2 separate regions of the Oryctolagus cuniculus genome follow, and region 2 is linked to region 1. The links are chromatin contacts, called in public Micro-C maps. All regions are on one chromosome and are shown on one strand. The core of a region is the stretch at or near the end of the contact, and the rest is flanking DNA. Distances in the headings are between cores, read along the strand shown. Region 1 holds the start of ADSL (adenylosuccinate lyase). Region 2 holds the start of MRTFA (myocardin related transcription factor A).

Region 1 (7,018 bases), core at 3,411-5,910:
GATGGTTCCCCTTCCAGTGTTTGGCCCCCTTCCCCTCCTGCCCCTGGGCACTTGGGCCTTCCTTGTCCACTCTCTCCCCACGTGTCACCTGCAGTGTTTTGTTTGTTTTAGAGAGGGGGAGAGAGATCTTCCGTCCACTGGTTCACTCCCCGATGGCTGCAACAGCCAGGGCTGCCAGGGCTGGGCCAGACGGATGCCAGGATCCAGGAGCTTCTTCCAGGTCTCCCACATGGGAGCAGGGGCCCAAGGACTTGAGCCATCCTCTGCTGCTTTCCCAGGCCACAGCAGAGAGCTGGATCAGAAGTAGAGCAGTCTGGATTCGAACCATCGCCCATATGGGATGCCCACGGTATGCCCACATCATAGGCGGCGGCCTCACACATACAGTGTTTTTTTGTTTTTTGTTTTGTTTTTTTTTGCCAGGCAGAGTTAGAGTCAGAGAGAGAGTTACAGACAGAGAGAGAGAGAAAGGTCTTCCTTCTGTTGGCCACTATGACCGGCACTGCGCCAATCCGAAGTCAGGAGCCGGGTACTTCCTCCTGGTTTCCATGCAGGGGCAAAGCACTTGGGCCCTCCTCCACTGCCCTCCCAGGCCACAGCAGAGAGCTGGACTGGAAGAGGAGCAACCGGGGACAGAATCTGGCATCCCGACCAGGACTAGAACCCGGGGTGCCGGCACCACAGGCGGAGGATTAGCCTAGTGAGCCACGGCGCCGGCCTGCAGTGTTCTTGACTGTCAGGGTGCCCAGTGGTGAACTCCCCTCGTGGGCTGCGTTCCACCCCGCCTCGCTAGCTCCTGTCCCATCTTCCGCTCCAGAAGTTACCCTCCTCTCCGCCCTTCCACCTGGATTCCTGCCACCATGAGCCCACCACAAGACCTCTCAGGTCATTAGCAACCCCTGAGTCCAGTGGCCACAGGTCTGTGGCTGGCCTGTGCTCGCTGTGTCCCTCCCTCACCGCCGGGGTGGCCAGGTCCTCTGGCTTGGCCGTGAGCTGCTGGTTTGACCAGGGCCCAGCCCCAGCCCCCCACTCTGCTGTGTTCTCCATCTCTCCGCCTTCTCTCTTTCTGACTGAACTCTAAATTCTGAAATGCCCTGCGCTCCGTCCTGAAGTTTCTTTTAGTCATGGCGATCTTTTTTTTTTTTTTTTTTTTTTTTTTGGACAGGCAGAGTTAGAGAGAGTTATACAGAAAGGTCTTGCTTTTTCCATTGGTTCACCCCCCAAGTGGCCACTACAGCCGGCGCTGCGCCGATCCGAAGCCAGGAGCTTCCTTCTGGTCTCCCATGCAGGTGCAGGGCCCAAGCACTTGGGCCATCCTCTGCTGCCTTCCCGGGCCACAGCAGAGAGTTGGACTGGAAGAGGAGCAACCAGGGCAGAATCCGGCGCCCCAACCGGGACTAGAACCCGGTGTGCCGGCGCTGCAGGCGGAGGATTAGCCTAGTGAGCCGCGGCGCCAGCCATCGATTTCACTTTTAAAATACAACCACAGACCGGCCTCCAGCGCGGGCCTCTGTACTCAGGCACCCAGTTGCCTCGACAGATGCCCCCACTCTCACCAGATCTACTTGTCCAGGGTTTCCCATCTCAGCGGCACCACTGTTCACCTAATTGTTCAAGCTATGGCTTCTGTCAGGCAGTCTGCACATCCGTCCTTGGGGTGTGGACACTAGCAGTCACCTGTCGCCTCCTCACCTCCTCACCGCAGCCTCCCCCACCCCAGCCCCGGCTTCTTGGTCATCTGCCCTCCCCCCTTGACCACTGCACGTTGCTCTCTGCTCCGTGGCCGTTACTTGTTCATGGCACCTCCAGTGGTTTCTCTTTAACGTGTAAAATGCAGATGTCACAGCACTGTCCATAGATGCCACACACACAGACCTCACTCCAAGTCCCCTGAACTCAGATCTCAGCACTGGTCATTAACTACATCAAGGTGGTGCTCTACACAGGCTGTGGAATACTGTTGTCCTCTGCCGAAAGTGCTCCTTCTGCTGTATCTCATCAAACAGGAGGCTCTCCCTGCTTTTAAAAGTAGCTGCCACCTCCTACTCCCCCAGTCTACTGTGGGGAAGTCTACTTCTTCTCTTGTCCTGCTGTATTTTCTTTTCAGAGCTTCTCTCTCGAAAATCACTGAGTTTACTTCTTCATTATCCATCTCCCTCACTACAGTGTAAGCACCAAAAACGATAGAATTCTGGGTTGTTCACCAGCTCCAGGTCTGAAGCCCCTAGAGTTTTAAGTAACCTCTGTATACTTGATGACCCCTGAATTTACACCTCCGCCATGCCAGTGAGCTCCAGACCTGCATCAGTAACTGTCTGCTCAGCATTTTGAAGCACTTGGGGGGCCTGACACTGCAAACTCAATAAACCCAGCACAGACTCGGGGCCTCCCACCCACGGTCACTGCATCACCTTGCATCCTGCGGTGAAACCTGGAAACCCAGGGTATCCCTGACTGTCCCCTTTCTTCCCCTTAACCTGTCCCTCATCAAACTGGCTTGTTTGTACCCACTATGCTGTCACCTACCTTTCCTGGTGGCCAGTCTCCTCCCAGCTAAAGCACCTACGCCTCTCGGCCTTACCTGGTCCACTGTAGCAGCCCGGCTGGTTGCCCACTTGGCATTCGCTCCAGTTCTGCCCCTCCCTAATCCATGCTGTACACAACAGCCAGGATGATAGTCCCCACAGATGCAGTGAAAACAACCTCCAGCCTAGAGCCCTCAGTAGATTTCCGTTGCTTGGAGTAACATCCAAAATACTCTTTATTTCCAACAGGTTCTCACTGTGTGCCTCCATCTACTCCAAACCCACCTCCCTCTTCTCTCCCCTCAGTCATCTCACTCTGGCCTTGGTGACCCCTGTGCCTACTACAAGGCCTGGCACATGGTCTGCTCTATTATGGAGCAATGATCCTAATGAGTAACAGGATTTTCTATCAACAGACCAGGTTTTAAAACCTGACATAAAAGCCAGGAGGTGCAAAGCAGGGGCCCAAGAGAGATTTAAAAAATCCAAAAGACGTACAACTCCCAGTGTGGAGGTGTTGCTCTAGGTTCCCCACAGCCACATGGAAGTGTCCTGGTGGCTTTCAGAGGTCAAGAACCACGGCTCAGCAGGTAAGCCTTGGGCGGTGTGCGGGTGTCTTCCAAGGAGGGGAAACGTGTTAGACCTTGAGGGGACTCCCCCCACTTCTTTTCCAGGAACGGGAGGATGCAGGGTCATCACTGCAGACCCAGAGCAGCGGGAAGAGGAGGATGGGGAGGGCGTCATCTGGCTTTCGAGGCCTAAGGGAGAAAGGTCAGCCTCCAGATGATTGTAGGTAAGAATAAAATCTGACTCAAACCCGAAGGTGATACAAAGATGTGCACTGGGGAATTCTGCTCCCGGTTCTGCCCCTGCCTGCACGTTCTCTGATCCCCCACAAACTCGGTTTCTTTATGCAAGTACAGGTAAGCATACTATGGGCCAGGGCCTTTCGGTTTCTCTGCTAGGTCAGTGAGAATGTGATTTGGAGCTGGAGGGAGGGCGGAGTTGCAGGGCAGTGCTAAGGATAAAGCAGGGAGGGGAGTGGCTGAGAGCAGGAGTTTGAGTGAACTAAGAGTGGGGTTGTCAGCCACACTTCTCCGGGAGGAGACCTCACACTCATCAGTGGCGGAGCCAGGGACGACTGGCGAGGAGGAGGCAGAACTGGAAATAGTAAAGACCCTAGGTAAAATGCGAGAAGGACTAGGAGCCTTTCCTGAGGGATAAGGTGGACTCCTGGAGGCAGGACTCTTGTTCCGAGGAGGGAAAGTCGGCGAAGCGCAGCAGAGGCGGGAGGGAAGGCAGTGGTCGCGGCGGGAAGCCAGAACCACAGCCTCACGCGGCTCACCGCGACAGCCCCGAAGCACCCTGCAGAGAGGGGGTGTGCGGGGAGCGACCCCAGCTTCCCAGACCTCTGTTCTCAACTCCCACCCAAAAACGGAACCTGCGGCTGGACCGGCTTCTCGGACAGCCAGGGCCTTCTGGAACTGGCGCTGCAGTCAGTTCTGGTTCCGGGGCCCAGGTGGAAACATGCTGGGGCCACGGGGTGAGGACCCTGAGGAGGCGAGCGAGAGCTTGGGGGAAGGGGCAGCACAGGGTCAGGATGGAGCTTGTGTCACTTCTCTCGCTGGGACAGCACGCAAACATCTACTGCGCCAGGTCTGTGCTGGGCGGCCGAGACCGGATCTCTGCCCCCGCCCGGGGTGCCCAGAGGCGAGGAGGGAGAACACTGCCGCGTGGTGCCGGTTTTTGCGTGAACCCGTGAATAACGGAAAGGTGCGAGCGAAGCCTTGCTGTCCCATCTGCACCTTCGGATGGCCCCTGGGAAAGGGGCGCGCACCTCGGCACGGAGGCTGGGCGCGCAAAGCGCTGCTCCCTGGGGCGGAGCTCGGAGACGGGTTCAAAGCAGCATGGCACCTGCCACGGCGGGACGCAGAGCTGTTGAGAATAAGCTGCGCAGGATTTTCCGCGCCCGCATCCCACTTAGACACTGAACCCGCCCCCGCCTCTGTCCCCGGCACAGCGGGCATAATGCTGTTTGCTGAGCGCCGCGCCGAGCGCTCTTCTGGTAGCACCGCATCGACCGTGCCTTAACACCCAGGCTCGCTCCAAGGATGACGATTTTTATCACCCTCGGCCAGTCAGAGGACACTCCCCGACTGGGTCTTCAGGAGGTGGTGGTGGTACTAGGCAGCGGGGTCGCAGCCCTTCCCGGCCGGGCGACCCCGGCCCTCAGAGCCTTCATCCGCAAGGGCTGGTTGAGATCGCGACGCAAAGGCGCCCACTTCCCCTCAGATCGCGCTCGGTGTGTGGCAGGCGACAGCAATCGCCGCGAACACGGGGCCTCGGACGTGTCCCAGGCACCGCTCCAGCCCTGCGCGCAGACATCTTAACGGTTAGCAGGCTTTAATGTGTCTTTTTTTTTTTCAGATGTTAAAACAGGCGCAAAGTGCCTAAGTAACTTTTGAAGAGCTGGTCACGTTTCTCGGAAGCGAAAAGAAACGCATTAACCCCGCACCCCGAAAAGGCGAGTTTCCGGGAAACCCTTCCAGCCAGCCAGCCGCCCGGACCTAGGGGGCGGGGACCAAATGCCGGAAGTCCCGCCCCGGGGTGGGAAAAGCACCGCCCCCGGGCTTCCGCTTCCGCTCTTCCCGGCCACCTGCGCCCCGCGCGTTCTGACTGACTGGGTCGCGCGTTCGGGATGGCCGCGGCAGGCGACTGCGGCGGGCCCGACGGCTACCGTTCCCCGCTCGCCTCCCGCTATGCCAGCCCGGAGATGTGCTTCGTGTTTAGTGACAGGTACAAGTTCCGGACGTGGCGGCAGCTCTGGCTGTGGCTGGCGGAGGCAGAGCAGGTAACGGACCCGGGGCTCGAGGGGCCGGGCCGGTCCCTGCACGTGTTCCCGGTCCCGAGGAGCTGCGGCCCTAGGACGGGAACGGGGGTGCGGTGCAGAGCGCAGGCCCCGGGCGCTCCCTAGGTGTGGTCACCACCTGGCGAGACCGACGGTGCCTCCCCCGCCCTGCAGGCGGCAAGGGGCGGCCTTGGCCCCCAGGCCACCCCAGCGCCCAGAGCAGAGCTGGGGTTTGGATCCGGGCGCGGAGCCGAGCGCTCGGCCGCTGCGCCTTCCCCGCCGCCTCTGTGCCCTTGAGCCCGCCCTGGAACCCGTGCTGCCCAGGCCGCCGTCCCCGCCTCGGCCTCCGAGAGAGAGGAGAGAATCCGAGGCGGGGGTCGGGTAGACGCGATTTAGGGCGGCTCCTAGGGCCACGCTGGCCAGCGTTTCACAGGGAAGTGGCCCCTCCAAGGGCGCCCAGGCCTGTGGTGGCCTGGAACCGCCCCTCGTCCTCCGCCCCATCCCCCGTCCTAGACTCCCCTGCCCACCCTATCACTGTGCTCCGAAATACGTGGGGTGACAACAGCAGGCAGGCACGGTGTCTCCCGCGTCCCAGGCTGTGTGTGTGTGTGTGTGTTTTAGCGATTTATTTTATTTGAAAGGCAGAGAGAGAGGTTTTCCATCCGCTGGGTCACCCCCCAGATGGCCACAAAGGTTGGAGCTGCGCCGATCCGGAGCCAGGAGCTTCTTCCGGGTCTCCCACGTGGGTGCAGGGGCCCAAGCACTTGGGCCATCTTCTGCTTTCCCAGGCCACAGCAGAGAGCTGGATCGGAAGTGGAGCAGCCGGGACTCGAACTGGCGCCCACATGGGGTGCCAGCACTGCAGGCGGTGGCTTTACCTGCTACCTACCCCACAGTGCCGGCCCCCAGGCTGTTTTAGGACTCCACGTACAGCAGCTCACTCAGCCCGGTGCGGGGAAAGAAGAGGAAATGGAGTGGCTGTGCTGGGCTTGAGGGTGCCTGCGTGCGGTGCACTCCCCTTAGATGAGGAGAGCGCCACTCTGGAATCCGGCTGCTGGTGATGCCTCCCAAGTGGCTCCAGCCGCCGCTGGGATGCAGAGTCCTCTGCACGTGTGTGCTTTGTTCTGGCCTGCACATCCCAGGCGATGCCTACGGTTTTGAATTTGGGTCCTCTTTCACCTGGGGTGTCAAAACTAACAGCATACGTTCTATAATAATTAAGGGAAAAATTACAGAATGAGAGATTAGGACGAATGCTGAGTTACATTTGAGAGCAGAAAGAGCACTCTGGAGACCCAGTGATGCTGCTGGCTTCAGCCACCCCCCCCCCCCCCCATGTATAGGCTGGAGGAAGCTATAGGGCTACCTGCCCCCTGCTGTTTTGCTCTGGGAGGAGCCCTGAGGTTTGGGGTCTGCTGACTGCACAGGACCCAGGCAGCTCTTCCACACGGGAAGTGTCTAGGAGCTGAACTTTGAAATTTAATGGATCAGCTTCAGTTTTCCAAAATTTTGATTATTTGTAAGAGACAGAGATCTCTCATCCACTGGTTCACACCCCAAGTGGGACAGGCTGCAGCCCAAAGGCCAGAGCTCCACGTACGTAGGTCTTCCCTGGGTGGCAGGAACCAGGTGCCCTGAGCCTCCC
Region 2 (7,581 bases), core at 2,644-5,143, 270 kb after region 1:
CATTTTTAAGGAAACATCACATTATAAGTGTAAAATAAATACAATTTGATAAAGATAATCTTTATTAATTATATAGGCCTTAGTGACTCAAATATGAACCTTTTCACAATAAGAAACCTGTAACAGATATAGTAAAATATTACAAATGGAACCGCATACATTCTTTATACTGAATTCTTTTTAAAGATTTACTTATTTGAAAGAGTTAGAGAGAAAGAGAGATCTTCCACCTGCTGGTTCACATCCACAGATGGCCACAACAGCCAGAGCCGAAGCCAGAAGCTTCGTCTGGTTCTCCCACGTGGTGCAGGGGCCCAAGCAAGCACTCGGGCCATCCCCCACTGCTTTCCCAGGCACATCAGCAGGGAGCTGGCTCACAGCAGAGCAGCTGGGACTCGAACCAGTGCCCATATGGATGCCGGTGTCACAGGCATCAGCATAAACATCCCTATGCTGTCTTCTACAAAGCATGGTTACCAAAAAAGTGCACACTATGCTTTTTTAAATTTTTTTAAGAATTATTTAATTATTTGAAAGGCAGAGTTAGAGAGAGGCAGAGGCAGAGAGAGAGAGAGAGAGGTCTCCCATCCGATGATTCACTCCCCAGATGGCCACAAACGCCGGAGCTGCGCCAATCTAAAGCCAGGAGCCAGGAGCTTCCTCTGTGTCTCCCACGCGGGTACAGGAGCCCAAGGACTTGGACCATCCTCTACTGCTTTCTCAGGCCACAGCAGAGAGCTGGATCAGAAGTGCAGCAGCCAGGTCTCGAACTGGTGCCCATATAGGATGCTGGCACTGCAGGTGGCGGCTTTACCCACTAGCACCGGCACCTGACATATGCCTTTTTTTTTTTTTAAGACAGGCAGAGTTAGACAGTGAGAGAGAGAGAGAAAGAGAGAAAGGTCTTCCTTCCGTTGGTTTACTTCCCAAATGGTCACTATGGCTGGCGCGCTGTGCCAATCTGAAGCCAGGAGCCAGGTGCCTCCTCCTGGTCTCCCATGCGGGAGCAGGGCCCAAGCACTTGGGCCATCCTCCACTGCCCTCCTGGGCCACAGCAGAGAGCTAGACTGGAAGAGGAGCAACCAGGACTAGAACCCAGCACCCATATGGGATGCCGGCACTGCAGGCGGAGGATTAACCAAGTGAGCCACGGCGCCGGCCCCCCCCACCCCGACATATGCTTTCAAATCAGATTTAAGTCCTCACTCACTGTATGAGCCTAAACAAGTTACCTGCCCTGAACCGCAGTTTGCCTCTCCTAGAGACAGGGAAAATCAGCCTCACAGGGGCTTGGGAAGGCTGAAGCAGCACATCACAAGATGAGCTGAAGGCCTGGGGCACAGGGCGCATCAGGAATGCCAGTTTCCTGCCTCTCCCTGGGGCTGGGAAAACCTTCTGACCTCAGCAGCTCTCTTGGAGCCCCTCAGCTCAAACACCATCGTCCCACACAGCCAGAGAAGGGCCCTCTAGCCTCTCCTACAACCCCGGGCTTGCGGCCACAGTGCACGCCCTGTTTACAACCCTCCGCCCCTCCTACCCCTCCCACTGCTGGGAGCTGCTCACAAGCAGGGACATCTCGCTATCCTGATGACCCCTGCTCTCGGAAAAATACCTGGCACATTCGAGGGGTGGAACAAAAGTCTACAGGTGAGGGGCCAGCATCGCGGTACAGTGGGTAAGCCACCTCCTGAGACACGCGCCAGTTTGAGTCCCGGCTGCTCCACTTCCAATTCAGCTCCCTGCTAATGCACCTGGGAAAGCAGTGGAAGATGGCCCGAGTGCTTGGATCCCTGCCACCCATAGAGGACGCCCAGATGGAGTTCCAGGACCCTGGCTTCAGTCTAGCCCAGCCTCGGCTGTTGCAGCCAGCTCAGGACTAAACCAACAGATGGAAGATCTCTCTCTTTCTCCCTCTCTCTTACTCTGCTTTTCAAATAAATAAATAATTTTTAAATAAAAGTCTGCTAAATGAATGCACAGCGTCGTTATCTAAGCAGGACCCACCGTCACTCCTGGGTGACCCAGGTTTTACAGCTTTGCCCTCACAGGCTGAGATCCTGGTTTATGCCCCGAGTCCCTCCCTCGCAGAATCTGACAGCACTCGAAGGACGTGGCAAGTCTGCAGTTGATACTTCTGGATGACGGGGTGTGATTCCAGCATCTCTCCTGATTTAACTCTTAAAAGGCGCACACACCCTAGTGGGAATGACTCTTAGCCTTAGCAGTTACCAGCAAGGACCAGGAGCAAGCGCTGCCGCTACCCCCAGACGCCTCCTTCACGTGTTTATCATTTCAGTAGAAAGCATCAGAAAGCCCTTTGACTTGCAGTGAAAAACGCAAAGGACATCGGGCAAAGCTTACGTTCAGCGACTTCCAGGGCCAGCCGGGCACCTCCTCACTGCTTCCCGCAGTGCCACCCGGAGTTCTGGGGCTCCCCTGCAGGGAAGCCCCTTACTGAACATGCAAGCTGTCCTACAAGCTCCAACTTCCTGCAGAAGCGATCTCAAACGCTGGCAAGCTGGGGACATTCCGAATTTGAAACTGTGTGAAAACGTGGCACCGTAGGTGGCCACACACCTCCCGCTCCTGCCTGGGAGGCGGTTACCTGGGGACCAGGCCGCTCTACATAACACGGAGAAAACAGAGAAATCCAGCCAGAGGCACCACAGCCCGGCCCTTAACTCAACCTCACAACAGCTAACAGCTCCTGGGCCCTGACTGCGCGCCAGGCTCAGATCCGATGGACACGACTACCCCCATTTCCCAGATGAGCAACCCGAGGCTCAAGCTGGCCACTGGCAGATCTGGGAGTCGCCCCGCAAGGTCCAGTCCCAGCTGCTGCACAATACCAGTGCTTCTCCCCTTTTTTTTTTTTTCGTGGTCCCACCGAGGGGCGCAGGGTCAGGCGAGGGGCTGTCAGCAACGCGCACTGACGGACGCTTTCTTACGAGGCTGAAGTTCTCGGCTTGCAAGTTTCAAACCCGCACAGGACCCTGCCCACCTGGCGGGGTTCGGGCTGCCACTCAGGCATCCAGCCCTGATGCGTCTCCTGGCCCGGAGATCCCGAGGGTTGCACAGAGCGCGGGGAACCCCGCCACCGCAGCCGCTGCGCGCACACACCCGGGGCGCAGCCTGGGCGGGAACCCCCGCGCCTCCCCGCCCAGCGCAGCGAGGCGAGGCGAGGCCCGGCCCGGCCCGGCGGGTGCACAGGTGCAAGGCTGCGCCCGAGCGCCCCGGCCCGCGACCCCCGCCCCGACGGACGAGAGGAGTGGGAGCGGCGGGCAGCGCGGGGAGGACCGGCGACGCGACGCCCGCACCCCGGGGGCGCGCGCGGCGTGGCCGCGAGGAGAAAGGATGCGCGGGGCGGCGCGGGGCGGGGCGGCGGTGGGGGAGGGGTCCCCGGCCCGGACTCCCACTCACCGCGGCGCTCTCCTGGCCCGGGCTCCGCGGCTCGCCCGGCTCGGCTCCGGCCGCTCGCGGCTCCTCCCGAGGCTCACCGTCCAGGCAGGGCGCGCGGGGCCGGGGAGAGGTCGGCGCGCGCCGAGGGCGTGTGGCGAGCAGAGCCGAGGGGGTGGGGAGGCAGGGCCGGTCGCGCTCGCCGCCGCCGCCGCCGGGGCCACCACAGACACAGCCGCCGCCGGCTCCTCTTAGCCACGGAAGCTGCGGGCCCTCCCACCACAGCCGCCTCCCGCCTCCCGCCCCGCCCCGCCGGAGGAGTGGCAGCGCAGCTGGCCAATCAGAGGCCCAGTCGGGGCAGGGCTCCGCGGCCCAGAGGGGCGTTCGGGGAAGGAAGGGGAACGAGGGAGGAGGGGACGGCGGCGCGACTTCCTGTGACTGACAGCGCGGCGCAGCCAATGGGCGGCGGGGAGATGACCTCATCGCGGAGGGAAGTCTGGAACTGGCGGAGCGGCTCTGAGGAGGTGGGAGGAGGTCGGACCTTAAAGAGGCCGCAGCCCCTGGCCACCCTGTCAGGGGAAGGGCGGCGGGCCGGGTCGGACAGCCGAGTTGCCGAGGGGTCAATGCCCTGCCGCGAGCCTCCAGACCCCATCCCGAGCCTCCCCTCAGGGGCTCACGCCCCGCCTGAGGCTCCCGAGTCGGGGTTTCACGGTCACGCTTCCCAGAAGACGATCGATTCCCTGAATTCCCGGGCCAGCCCCCGCCCCACCGAGGCCCCGGCGCCCCGGCCCTCGCAGTCGGTCTCCCCAGGTGGGAAGGGGGGCTCCTCCTGACACCTGCCGACCCCCTCCGCCCCGGGGAAAGCGCTCCGGGCTTGGGGAGGGGGCGGCGCGGAGTGAAGCCCCGAGCTTGCGGTCGATCGGGAGACCCCAGGAGCGGGCCAGGGAGGCCGGTGCGGCGGAGGTGTGAGGGGGCCCGAGACCCTGGTGCGGGACTTGCACAGGGAGCGGGAACGCGGGCTACAAGGCGGGCGAGGCCCCCGCTCGCTCCGCACCCTGCAGCCGCGGAGAAGGGCACGGAGCTCCGACCTACTGGGGAGGAAGGGGAGGGGGCGCTTCCCGGAGGCTTCCTGGGATGGGGTCCTCAGGCAGCTGGAGGAGGGGCGAGCAGGGTTTTCTAGGTTCCTGGAGGTCCGGTGCCAAGGCCCAGCGGCTGAGAAGTGGCGCTGAGAGTGAACTCTTAGGAGGACCCCCATCCTCCTCCTGCGGGCTCCTGGGCCTGCGTGCTGGTGTGGGTCTCAGATGGGGGGCAGGGGGGCGCCGCTGCCGTCTGCCAGTGCTGCAACAGCCAGGTGGCCGGGACATTCCGGATTGTTCATGTGTAAGTCATCGTCGGGGCCAGTACCACACGCTGGAGTTAGGATCCACGTGTCAGACACTTTTCCCCCAAGGCAAAAGCACCCTTCCACAAAAGCCCTGGCCAAAAAAAATGAGTTATTCCACAAATATTTACCCTGAGTAAGTCATGGTGCAGGTGATAGAGAGATAAGCTGCCGTGGCCGCCCTGGGGGTGAGCCCACCTCCCTGCAGGGAGGCGGAAGCCGGTGCCCTGGTGACTCCGGGGCAGGAGTGTCTACAGCAGGTGTCCCGAGGACAGTGGACCTGGGAGAAAGGACTGCTCCTGGAACTATTGGGGTGGGGCACTTTCCCCAAGGCCAGATCCCGTGCAGCCCCACAGAACCGTTGTGAGTTAGTCACCGGAGGAGGGCAGACACTGCCCGCTCACCTCCCACCTCCCAGCCGCAGGGCTCTTTCGCCACAACTTACATTGTTTCTATTTTGTAAATGACACAAACTTGAAAAAGTTCCTGGAAAAGATGAAATTATTTCGGGGCAAAAAATAATAATAATAATCGAAACTGGGGTGGGTTCCTCAGACTTGCAGTTAAGACGCTGGTTTGGATGCCCACGTCCCGTCTCGGAGCCCCTGGGCTCAATTCTGGTGCCACTCTTGGCTCCGACTTGCTGCTTACGCAGACCCTGGGAGACAGCAGAGAGGGCTTTAGCGGCTGGGCTCCTGTCACCCGTGAGGGAGACCTGGACGGCGGGCATTCCCAGCTGCCAGCTTCCGTCTCCGTCCAGCCCTGGCCTTTACAGGCAGCTGGGGAGTGAACCAGCAGATGGACGGGCTCACCCACTCCATACCTTGCCTTGGGCTCAGTCACCGCAGGGGAGCACGGAGCTGTAACTGTACCAGGAGCTCCCCGCTTGAGCCACGGGCAGCCTTTGGAACCCCAGTAGCTGTGCGTCACTGCCTGTGGGCCTTGGGGAAGATCCCCAAAGCTCCTCCCTTCCACTCGGAATTTGGGGCAGTTATGTTGCCCGGTCCCAAAGTGCAGTGACATCCAGAGCTTCCTGGTGACCCAGCTGCTGCAGGGCACCGGGACACCGGGGCATCTCTGCTCTGCCTGCCCTGTTACCAAGCCACACCTTGCAGGGACAACCGTAGCAACTGCGCCGGCCCTGACCTCACAACCACCCCCTTCTACCACAGATGGCTCCTAAGCCAAACGCCCTCCTCGTATGGCCGTAAGGAATGCCTAAGTGCAGACGGAGAACGTTAAGCCTAACCCAGGGAATACAGCTGGCATCCTGGCATTTTGTCCCTGTCCATCCAGTGGGGCAACTTCCTGGTCCCGTGGGTGTGGCCTCTCCAATGGTCTCCAACATTTCCAATGTTGTTGCCATTGCAGAAGGGCCAACCCAATGCCAGGAACCTTCCAGAAAACACTAACGTCTCCGCCTACCAATCTGTCAATCCAGGCTCCTGGAAAGGCACTTCCTGTCCTTTTCCCTCTTCCTGTCTCTTCCTGGCTGGAGCTCACCCTGCTCATTCCTGTTCAGTCTTCCATCAGGCTCATCCTTGGGCCTAGGACGTCTTCTCTTGCTTCTTCACGTATCAGATTCCAGCTCACGTCCCGCTGCCTCCAGGACACCTTCCACTGTTCATCTTGTCTGCCTCTGACAGCTCCGGGCACCGTGCAGAGCCTGGCCAGTGCTTGTTATGCTTTGTCACTGCGCGAGTCCCCGGGGACGTGTTGCTACGACCCCATCCTTCAGATGAGGAAGCTGAGGCTTTGAGAGGCCCATCAAGGATCCTGCCCCAAGATCACACAGCTACGAACTAGCAGAGCCAGGCCACAGGCTCCGAAATCAGAATGCTGGACGCAATGAGCCTTTGTTGGCCATCCACAAGGATCTAGAGAAGATTGGAAAGTAGAACAGACGGCCGGTGTCCATCCACAGCCAGGAGCAGGTCCCCGAGGGACGCCGACGTGAAGAGTGCCGTTAGCACGGGAGAAGGACTCAGAGAAGGGGCCCAGCAAGGCCTCCGGAGACGCTGCGCGGGCCAGGCCGGCGTGAGGCGGGGCAGTCCGCTGCAGCACGCTGCAAGAGCGGGCAGGAAAGAAAGCAGATAACTCACTGGAGAGAGAAGGCTCCTTGAGGGCCTGGTGTGCAAAGTACGGACGCCAAGGCGCAGGAGTCCTGTGCTTAGGAGGTCAAGACTCAAGCCAGGTCCTGAGGTTTCCTCGTGGTTTGGAATCTGAAGCGGGGGCAGAGTGAAGTTCAGAGACCGCGACTGTTATCCAGCCAGAAGCAGTAAGGACTGACGAGGAATATTTTTATTTCATTTATTTATTGGGGGGGGGGGGGGCTGCGCCGTGGTGCCGCAGGCTAAGCGGCAGCTTGCGATGCCAGCGTCCCAAGCTGGAGTCCCTGTTCAAGTTCCAGCAGTCTGCTTCCGATCCAGCAGTCCTGCCGAGGCGCTGGGGAAGGCAGCGCGTGGTGGCCACCTGCGTGGTCCCCTGTGCCACTCCGGCCTGTGTGGGAGACCAGGATGGAGCTCCTGGCTCCTGGCTGCAGCCTGGCCCAGCCCTGGCTGTTGGGGCCATTTGGGGAGTGAACCAGACATCTCTGTCTCGCCCTCTTTCTCTGATGCTCTGCTTTTCAAATAAGTAAATAAAGGAATCTTTTTTTGGAGACTCAATTTTTAAAAGCTGGCAACCATTTTTTTTTTAAATGTACCCCTGGTGGCTAAATCACCAACAACTTCTCGATGGACAGTAAACGCTCAGCAAACGTTTTGGGAATTGGATTGGACGCTCGTGTGGGGTGAATTTGAATG

Evidence for each region. Hi-C and Micro-C count contacts between places; a contact is called where the count stands out from the background.
Region 2: a contact with region 1 is called in a Micro-C map of ear pinna, with 2.6 times the contacts expected there. The contact joins the promoter of MRTFA here to the promoter of ADSL in region 1. A contact is called at or near these places in 2 of 6 Hi-C or Micro-C datasets (ear pinna and an unstated tissue).

Annotation. Positions count from the first base shown.
Region 1 is chr11:116,477,713-116,484,730 of mOryCun1.1, forward strand. It overlaps ADSL (adenylosuccinate lyase), which reads left to right and starts at 4,661. Exons shown (of 14, transcript XM_070052959.1): 1 at 4,661-4,827; 2 at 4,953-5,376. The coding sequence starts at 5,224.
Region 2 is chr11:116,747,000-116,754,580 of mOryCun1.1, forward strand. MRTFA (myocardin related transcription factor A) reads right to left here and starts at 3,894. Exons shown (of 14, transcript XM_051834083.2): 1 at 3,421-3,894. The coding sequence starts at 3,879.